Regions from separate parts of the Sus scrofa genome. Here region 2 is linked to region 1. The links are chromatin contacts, called in public Hi-C maps. All regions are on one chromosome and are shown on one strand. The core of a region is the stretch at or near the end of the contact, and the rest is flanking DNA. Distances in the headings are between cores, read along the strand shown. Region 1 overlaps TRIT1 (tRNA dimethylallyltransferase, mitochondrial). Region 2 holds the start of MYCL (protein L-Myc).

Region 1 (4,899 bases), core at 2,245-4,744:
TCCACAGGAAATTGGTGGATGTGATTAGATAAACTGGGAAGGGGATGCCCCAGGGCAGAGAAAGCTGACATTCACCCTCCACCTATCCAGAACTTCTGAACTCCAGGCCCTGCTTCCAGCCAGAACATCTTTTTCCTGCTTCCAAAACATTCCATGTCTTTAGAGCCCATTCTCCATAGAGCAGCCAGTTTGATCTTTTAACTGCAAATCAGATTATATTCTTCCACCGCTAAAAATCAAACAGACAAAACAGCAAAAAAGAATCCAAGGGAGTTCCTGTTGCGGCTCATCAGTAACAACCTGACTAGTATCCATGAGGACTTGTGTTCGATCCCTGGCCTCGTTGGTGGGTTAAGGATCTGGCATTGCCGTAAGCTGTGGTGTAGGTTGGCAGCTGTAGCTCCGATTAGACCCCTAGCCTGGGAACGGACAAATGCCGCGGGTGGGGCACTTTAAAAAAAAAAAAGCCAAAAAACCCTCAATTCCTTCAGTGGCAATTAGAATAACACCCTTACTTACCAGGGCCCTAACTTATTTACCCCCGTTACTTCCGACTTTATTTTTTACAAATCTCCCCCTCCTCCACTCTGCCGTAGCCACTCCGACCTTGTTGCTTGTCCTTGAATAAGCCAAATTCATTCCCCTTTGGACTTTTGCATTTGCAGTTCCCTCTGCCGCACACTTGTGCACAGCTGACTCCCCGTCATGACCGGACTCAGGTGATGACATCTCCTCAGAGGGTCTTCCCTGACCATCCCATCTGAAGTAGTGACGCCCGCCTCAACACACCCATCTCTAGTTTCTCTCTAACCTGCCTTTCAGTTATTTCTTCCTAAGACTTAATACTGGTTGAACTTCCCTTGTTTATTAAAAAAAATTTTTTTTCAGAGTTCCCGTTGTGACGCAGTGGAAACGAATCCGACTAGGAACCATGAGGTTGCAGGTTCGATCCCTGGCCTCGCTCAGTGGCTTGGGAATCTGGCATTGCTGTGGGCTGTGGTGTGGGTCGCAGACACAGCTCGGATCTGTCATTGTTGTGGCTGTGGCAAAGGCCAACAGCTGTAGCTCCAACTGGACCCCTAGCCTAGGAACCTCCATAAGCCACTGGTGTGGCCCTAAAAAAAGGCAAAAAATATATATGTATTTTTTCTTTCCTCTCCATATTGAGCAGGGACCTAGTCTGCCTCACTCCCAGCAGCAGAACTGAGTCTGGTTGGTACACAGGAGATGCTTAGGTTTCAGTGTTAGAGCACCAGAAGAAGCACTGGTGACCAAGGCTTTGGAGGTGGCAGACTGACTCACCAGCCACTCACATGTCCTACTTGTGTAAACCTGCACAAGTTGCTGGACTTATCATATGCAAAATGGGGAGGATAATAGTACCGCTCCCACACTATTGTTTGAGGATTAAATGAGTTCTCACATGTAAAGGGTTTATACAATGCTTACCACAGAGCAAGCATTCAAGTGTTTTCACCTATTATTCATTATTAATCACCAGTCCATTCATTTTTTGAATTCTTAAAATTTATCTTTCATCATTCCGCTCTCCGTATCTCCTCTTTTATCTTTTTTTCATAGCTTTATCAGTGTCCTCCGGATTCCTGGGAAACCATCCGAAGTTGGTTTTCTTTATCAAATCCACCGACTGTGTTCAACCTAGCATTCACTGGTTTCATGCAGGTTTTAATTCAACAGCCACCTTTTTAATCTCCTCTTAAACTCCCATATCTCAGATGATTCCATTTGCAGGATTGCTGGTTCTACACATTACTTACGTACGTTTTTGAAGCCTATCGAAACATCCATCAGCTACCGCCTACATTTTCTTCTGTTCTTGCAATAAGAGTTTTTCTGAGGTAGGCAGCTTCTCTGGATCTTCAGAAAAATGATAAACCACTCTCTTCAAAACTGGAGACTATTTCTTACTTAGCCTTATGGGAGGAAGTCTCTATCTAGGGGAACCAACCATCCTCATCCTGTCCGCTCAAACTGAGGGGCTTCCCAGGACATGGCACTTCAGTTTGAACACCAGGAAAGTCCCGGTCTGAACAGGATGAGTTGGTCACCCTGCCTCCAGCTGTAGATGGCGTCACAAAGGGGTGCCCTGTCACATTGGTACGGACGTCCCTCCAAATCTTTCCCAAAGGAGGAAACCATCTTCTAGTACCTAGAACTACTCGCCGTCCCAAGGAACTATATCTAATCACTTGTGATGGAACATGACAGAAGAAAAAACGAATGTTTATATACGTATAGCTGGGTCACTTTGCTGTACAGCAGAAATCGACAGAACACTGTAAATCAAGTGCAACAGAAAAATTTAAAAACACACACACAAAAATGACCGGGGGGAAGAAAAAAAGGAACATTTAAACATGTGACACTGTCTTGGAAATAAAGAAAATCAACTTCCATCAACCCCAAACCTCCCGCAAAAGCTCTCCCAAACCTTTGGTAACTTGAAGACCAGACCACATTGACCATGGCCACTCTCTCTCCTCCCGTTTACTCCTCAAATTTGCTAACCCAAAACCTAAACATCTTTTTTTTTTTTTTTTTTTTTTGGTCTTTTTGTTATTTCTTTGGGCCGCTCCCTCGGCATATGGAGGTTCCCAGGCTAGGGGTCCATCGGAGCTGTAGCCCCCGGTCTTCGCCAGAGCCACAGCAACGCAGGATCCGAGCCACATCTGCTACCTACACCACAACTCATGGCAGCGCCAGATCCTTAACCCACAGAGCAAGCCAGGGATCCAACCCGCAACCTCATAGTTTCTAGTCGGATTCGTTAATCACTGAGTCACGACGGGAACTCCCAAAAACCTAAACTTCTCTTGCCGAGGTTATCACTGACGTCCTGTCACTAAAATCCACCGAATGCCTCTCATTCCTCATCGTGTGTGTACGTTCTTCTCTGCTGACCACTCCCTTCTCAAATGCTTCTGTGGCCCCAGACTCCTGCTCTCTCCTCCTCTCACTACTCCTCAGTTCCTGATGTAAGCTCCTCTCACACAATGTCCATGTTCCTCAAGTTCCGTTCCAGACCTTTTCTCTTCTCACTACCCCCCTACCCCAGTGACCTCATCTCCCACAGCTTCAAACACCACCAGTGCTAGGGGCTTAGAGATCCCTATCTCCCGCCCAGAATTCTCTCGGGGCTCAACCTGAATATCCAGTTCCGTACTGTACTTCCCATTAGGAGTCTCCACAGACAGTCTGATCTCAACAAGTCCCTAACTGAACTCTCCCGAGGCCTCAGGCCAGCCCTGCCCTCTCCTCCAGTGCTCTCCACCTTGGCCAAAGGATCCACCATCCATCAATTGCTCAATGTTTGACCCCTTTCTACTCCCTCACCACCCATATTTAATCGATCACCAAGTCCTGTAAATCCTACCTAGTAAATACTTGAATCACCCCGTCTCTACTGCCTCTAGGCTGTCTCCGGCCAATTCCGAGTGATTTCTCCAGCAAACACATCTGATGATGTTATCTTAGGGTTAATGGTTTACCGGGCCCTCTATGACCTAGTTCCGGCAGACCTCCCCAGCCCTTCTCCTGACACTCCCCTGCCTGGCTCACTCCCGTCACTTTTTCTGGTGGTTTTTTTTTTTTTTTTTTTTTGGCTTTTTGCCTTTTCTAGGGCATATGGAGATTCCCCAGGCTAGGGGGTCTAATCTGAACTGTAGCCACCAGCCTACACCAGAGCCACAGCAATGCGGGATCCGAGCTGCGTCTGCGACCTACACCACAGCTCACAGCAACGCCGGATCCTTAACCCACTGAGGAAGGCCAGGATCGAACCTGAAACCTCATGGTTCCTAGTCAGATTCATTAACCACTGCACCATGACGGGAACTCCTGGTGTGTTTCTTAGATGTCATTTCCTCAGATAGCCTTCCCAGATTCCTCTGAACGGGGCTGGCTACAATTACGAGTGTTCCCTCAACATCCATCTCTAATGTAACATTTATTATATCAACTGAAATAGCCTGGAAGACTTGAACTCTGAAGGCAGGAACTATCTTGTTCACTGATCTATCTCTGGCACCTAAAATGGTGAATAGTAAGCACTCATTTAAATCTGTCAAGCAATTTAAACAGACATTCCTAACATACAGCTTTCATCTGTTTATCGGTTTAGGCCCCCAAAGTTCTCCGCTTGCCTTTGCATTGGTCCAGTTCAAGTTATCGTGTGTCTCAAGGAAAATACAACTGCGTTGGTGGATGGCTCATCTGAAACAGCTAGAAGCCGCATCATACAGTGGAACGAATACAACGCCAAAACCAGGGTTCCAGCCACAGCCCTGCTACTCTGTGTGCTGTTGTGGGTGACCGCTGGACCTCTGAGCCTCACTTTCTCCACCTGAGAAATAAAGTGGCTAATCTAGATCAGTGATTTTCAACATATGTTCCACAGGGGAGGAGACTGACTTAGAGGGTCCCAAGGCCCCTGTGACCCACCCAGACCCCAAGCCGCTCTGATTCAATCTATATTCTGTATTGGAGTTCAGGTGAGGTTTTCTTTAGAGGAAGAAAAAAAAAAATGGATCCACAGTGAAAGCAAGTTTGAAAACAACTGAACCAGATGAATATTGGATTCTCTGCACTCTTTGCATGGTGACTTTTTTTTAATTTGAATTTTTTTTTAGGGCTGCACCCACAGCATATGGAATTTCCCAGGCTCGGGGTCGAATGGGAGCGATAGCTCCTGGCCTACACCACAGCCACAGCAACGCAAGATCCAGCTGCATCTGTGATCTATACCACAGCTCACAGCAATACCTGATATACCTGATCCTTAACCCACTGACTGGGGCCAGGATGGAACCCGAATCCTCATGGTTCCTAGTAGGATTTGTTTCTGCTATGTCACAAGGGGAACTCCCATGTTGACATTTA
Region 2 (4,891 bases), core at 1,250-3,749, 75 kb after region 1:
GAGAAACCGAGATCCAGATCAGCCAAGTCCACACATCACCTTTGTAACGTTCTGGATCTGAAACTAAGATGTCCAAACTCCCAAAACAATGCTCTTTCCGCTCTACCACTCCATCAGCTTTTGTAGAGATACATCTTTATTGGTATCTTGGTCTCAAAGTTCCCATTCCAGCCATTAAGCAAACAAAAGGTCTCAGTGTAGAAAGCAAGGTTAAAAAATGACCTTAATATGGTGGACCAAAAAAAAAAAAAAGACTTTTAATTCTTCTCATTATCCTTATTTTTCCCCTCAAGTGTATGACAACCTCCAAATCCATTCCCCAGTTCCCTCCAAATGGTCATGTAAGTCATTCCTAAAAGCTACAGTGAGTTTTTTGTCCTGATCTACCTGATGCTACCCTCAGTTTGCACCCTATAAAAGCACCCTCCCCAGTATTTCTCATGAGCACCTCAAAGAGGTTAGGCTAAGAACACAGTCTGGTGGCACAGGATGCTGCAGTCTGCACTCAGTGACATTTACACATTCATTCAAGGATGGGGAAGAGAAGCCTGGAGCTCCAGATCTGTGACGCCAGAACCAAGCCCAGGGCTTGGCACAAAGTAGGGGCCAGTGAACATTTGCTGAATACAAATGAAGTAGCTGAAGCCCTCGGATGAATTGGGAGGGAGCTAGAGGAACACCTTCTCACCTCAGGCCAAAGCAAAAAGGCAAGTGGCTGCCTTTCTCACATAAACTACCACTGAGGTCCTCTAAACATCAGAGAAGTGCCTGGTTGGGATGGAGGATTGGGCAAAGGAGGCTGGCTAGATGGTGGGAAGCTGGGGTTCACGTATGGTGATTTCCTATTTCTAAGCCTCAGTGTTTCCATCTGTTAATGGGGAGTGGTCATTCCTTCAATACCTGTTTCAGGGGTGATGTGGATGTACACATAGTAACAGGCGGAGGTGCAAGAGGAGCCATTATTGCCATTTTAAAGTAAAGCAGGCAGGAGACCAGGTTTTTGAAAGGATGAAGGCTTCTTCTTTGCACAAAAGGCTCCTGAGGGGCTCCTCTCCCTAGGGGAGTGAGTTTCCCAGGGAAAGAGACAGCAACAAAAAAAGTCAAGCCTGGAGTGACCCTTAAGGGACCACTTCCAGCCTCTGGAGGACAAAAATCCCCTACGGCTCAATCCCAGTATTGTCCTCTCTAAGTGCCAAGCCTCACCCAGTCTCCCTTGTCCCCCGGGGCTCCAATCATCATCAAAGGGACGCTGGCTCCCACGCCACTACTTCAAACTGTTTACTAACACACCCACGTGCCAGACAGACACCGCTGGGGGCTACACCGGCAGCTTCAGCCAGAGGAAGGGGGAGGTGGCAGAAAGGCTTGCGCAGATCCAGTGCCTGACCTCAGCGGCAGAGGTTTGGCCACCCATGGGGTGCCCCCCTCTTGGATGGCCCAGGGCGGTCCTTACCCGAGTCGCTTGGGCTCTCGGACCCCGAGCAGGCCTGGGTCTTGGGCTCGCCCAGCGGACAAGGGGCAGCGGGTGCCGGACTGCCGGCTTCGAGGCTGGGAGCGCAGTCTGGGGCAGCGGGAGCCTTGGGCGGGTTTCCCCGGGGAGCGCCAGCGGCAAGCCGGTCGCTCACCGCTCTCTCCAGCCGTTCCCGGGCCGAGAAGCCGCTCCACATGCAGTCACGGCGGATGATGGAGGCGTAGTTCCTGCCCCAACCTTTCGAGTGACCCCGGATTTCTGCCTCGTCCGCAGCACCCCCTCCGGGCCACGGCTCCAGAGGACCAATTCCCGGGGCCGGGTCCCCGGCGCCAGGACCGGAGCCCCAGGGCGGCGACGTGGGGGGCGACGGCACCAGCTCGAATTTCTTCCAGATGTCCTCGCTGGGCGCCGTGGAGCGGTAGAAATCCTCCCCGCAGTCATAGTCGTAGAAATAGTGTTGGTACGAGTCGAAGTCCATGTCCGCTCCCTGCGGGAGGGAAGGGGGACGTGCTGACCCCGCTGCGGGCTCAGGGAGGGAGGCGTCCCTCGGCCCTCCAGCACAGCCTGCTGCCAGGCTCTTCTCCCTCCCCAACCTCTCGCGTCTTTCTCTAGTGTCCGGAGCAGCCCGGCCCTGGGTCAGAGTGCCCAAGGAAGCCGCTCACTGCGCGCGGTCTAGGCTGCGGGGAGCGAGTTCAAAGCAAACTTTGCCAGCGCCGCCCGGAGCGCAGCTCCCAGGGCCCGGCCGGGCCGGGCGGGGGCGCGCTGTGCCCTAAAGGCAGCCTGCAGCCCGCCCCCCCGGGACTGGCGCCCGTACCCTGGCCGCCCGCAGCCTCACCTCGCTCCCGCTGCCGGCCACCTGGAGCGGACCGGCTCCCCGCCGGCTCGGGGCAGCCCGGCAGCCCGGCAGCCCGGCAGCCCGCACACATGCACATGCGCGCCACCGAGCGCGCGGCCCGCATTCAGGAGCTCGCCCCCCGCGCGCGCGCTCCCGCCTTCACTCGCGCACGGCTGCCGGGACGCTCCCGGGAGCGGCGCGGGAGCGCGAGATGCAGGCGCATTGTTTCCCGGCTGCCTTATATCTCGTCGCGCGCCCAGGGCTCAGGGACCGGGGGCGGGCCCTACGGGACAAGCCCCGCCCTTCCCCGCCCCTCCCGGTCGACAGGTGGGGGCGGTGGAGTCTCAGCCCCCCCCAGTCCCCCGCCCCGCGCCCGGATCGTGGCTACTCTCTCCTGTTCTGTTCCCTGTATCTCTCAAAATGGATTGCACACTGGGGAGCGCAGAAGAGGCGGCAAGCTGATGCAGCCCGGCGGTTGCCTGATGGGGGCGTAACTCTTGAGCGAGGCCCGGGTGGTCCTCTGGAGGCCGAGGGAAACGCGCGCTACTTGCAGACTCTGGGCTGGAGAAGAGAACTACTCCCCGCCCCGCGAGCCTACTTCCTCGGGCTCGCCTCCTGTCGTTCTGGTGCGTCTGGCGAGGTAGGGTGGGGGCAGCCAAACGTCCACCACGCCACCTGGTGGCCCTTGGTCCTGAAGTGGGACTGGTCCCCAGCAACCGCTTCATCACCCTCTGGTCCGTTTCATCAGCTAGTGTTCCTAAACCTGGACAGACCTCAGCGAAGTAAGGTGGTGAGGACCCCAAACTTTGGATCCTGAAACTTAACCTTGCTGAGCCTTGGTCTCATCTATAAAATGAAGGGATGGTAATATCCCACAGGATTGTTGTGAGAATTTAAGAAGACAGAGTATCTAGTGAAGGGAACTAGGCCAAGAGAGGCAAGTAGAACAAACTTAGCCCCTGATGTGGGTGGTAAGGAGAATTTTTCCCCAAGACCAGGCCAGAGCTGAGATTCCCCCCCCTCACACCACACACAAAACTCGCTGTAGGAGCTGTACTAGTAGAGGAAAGAATGGGGATTTGCGGTCTGGAAACTTCTTTCAAGCCTTCAATTTGCCACTTGGTAGCTGTAGAGCCAAGTCATTTGAAGCCTCTGTTTACTTATGTGTAAAATGGGAACTTTGCTTGTAGCTCTGCATGTCTGTTTAAAATGATGGAGGTATAAGCCTTGTGTCCTCTTCTCCTCTTCTGTGCAGACTTCCTTCAATAGAAGAGGAAAAGTGGAGTTCCCGTTCGTTGCGCATGGGAAACGAATCTGACTGGGAACCATGAGGTTGCAGGTTCCATCCCTGGCCTCGCTCAGTGGGTTAAGGATCGGGTGTAGGTCACAGATGTGGCTCGGATCTGGCGTTGCTATGGCTGTGTAGGCCGGCAGCTGTAGCTCCCATTAGACCCCTAGCCTTGGAACCTCCATATGCCACGGGTGCAGCCCTAAAAGGACAAAAGACAAAAAAAAGGAGAAGAGGAAAAGCTAAACTATAGGAGCGTTCTATTTAGACCAAGGAAACTAACCTGGGATAGCAGCCCGTACATCTAGAATGCTCTAACTGGCATTCAAGGTCTGGTCTACAAACAGCAGCCTGATTACCTGCTGTCTGTCTCTCCCTCCCCATGGTCTAAGAGCACCAAACTCCTCACTGTCGACATCCTGGCAGAGGGATGTGAGATGTGCAAGTAGTTCATTGTGGTTGGAGCATGGGATACCAGTTGTAAGTTGATACATAGGTTGAGAGAAAAGACAAGGAAGATGACACCCTCAGTTTTGCTGTATGTCAGGTGCATGTGGGCATCTTCCAAGGCAGCAACTAGCTCTTGGTAGCTTTGCAATCTCAATACATAGAACAGCTTCTGACTGAACTTCCTGAGTGATTCAGGCAACCAGATTTTATTGAGATAGCCTGTGTACACCACACCGATTTGTGCTGAATGGAAGGCACAGCTCGGAAAGGTTGCAGGTTTGGTTGCAGCCTCAAGGCAGAGGGATTGGAACTGCCTTTTATGGACTTGTTCTCTGGTTCGCAGATGCCTGAAATGATTGCTGTACCAGAGTTTTTGGTTATAAGTGACAGATAAATTTAAGCAGAAAATCACTTTATTGGAAGGATTTGGGGCATATAACCCATGGGAGATTAGAAATATATGCTTGGAAAATGGGTCTTCTTTCTCTAGATGAGATTCCTTACTCAACAGGCCCTCCCCATGGTTGATAGAGGGTGATATCTGAGGACGACCAAGGGGTGGCCTCACCTCAAGAACGAGGATAGGAGTTCTTATGTTGCAGCAGACTAGGAACCATGAGGTTGCAGGTTCAATCCCTGGCCTCACTCAGTGGGTTAAGGATCTGGTGTTGCCGTGAGCTATGGTGTAGCTCGCAGACGCGGCTCAGATCTGCATTGCTGTGGCTGTGGCGTAGGCCAGCAGCTGTAGCTCTGACTCAACCCCTAGCTTGGGAGCCTCCATATGCCTTGGTTTCAGCCCTAAAAAGCAAAAAAAAAAAAAAAAAAAAAAAAGAGGATAAATTAAGTT

The links. A called contact is a pair of places that touch in the nucleus more often than the background predicts.
Region 2: a contact with region 1 is called in a Hi-C map of liver, with 3 times the contacts expected there. The contact joins the promoter of MYCL here to the enhancer-like site in region 1. A contact is called at or near these places in 3 of 5 promoter capture datasets (fetal liver, fetal skeletal muscle and liver), 22 of 47 Hi-C or Micro-C datasets (alveolar macrophages, brain, embryonic fibroblasts and 12 more) and 2 of 2 datasets of contacts at active chromatin or transcription factors (alveolar macrophages and skeletal muscle).

What each region holds. Positions count from the first base shown.
Region 1 is chr6:95,624,242-95,629,140 of Sscrofa11.1, forward strand. It overlaps TRIT1 (tRNA dimethylallyltransferase, mitochondrial), which reads right to left. Exons shown (of 9, transcript XM_021095994.1): 9 at 1-4,899. Among named protein-coding and RNA genes, the nearest start is that of BMP8B, 28 kb to the left of the region's middle. Within about 2 kb of position 3,495, at least 16 of the 83 cell types and tissues checked have an H3K27ac peak or open chromatin away from gene starts, as enhancers often do. A contact at or near this core is called in fetal liver, liver and omental adipose tissue, where this site is marked.
Region 2 is chr6:95,700,128-95,705,018 of Sscrofa11.1, forward strand. MYCL (protein L-Myc) reads right to left here and starts at 2,500. Exons shown (of 3, transcript XM_003127827.5): 1 at 2,307-2,500; 2 at 1,454-1,958. The coding sequence starts at 1,949.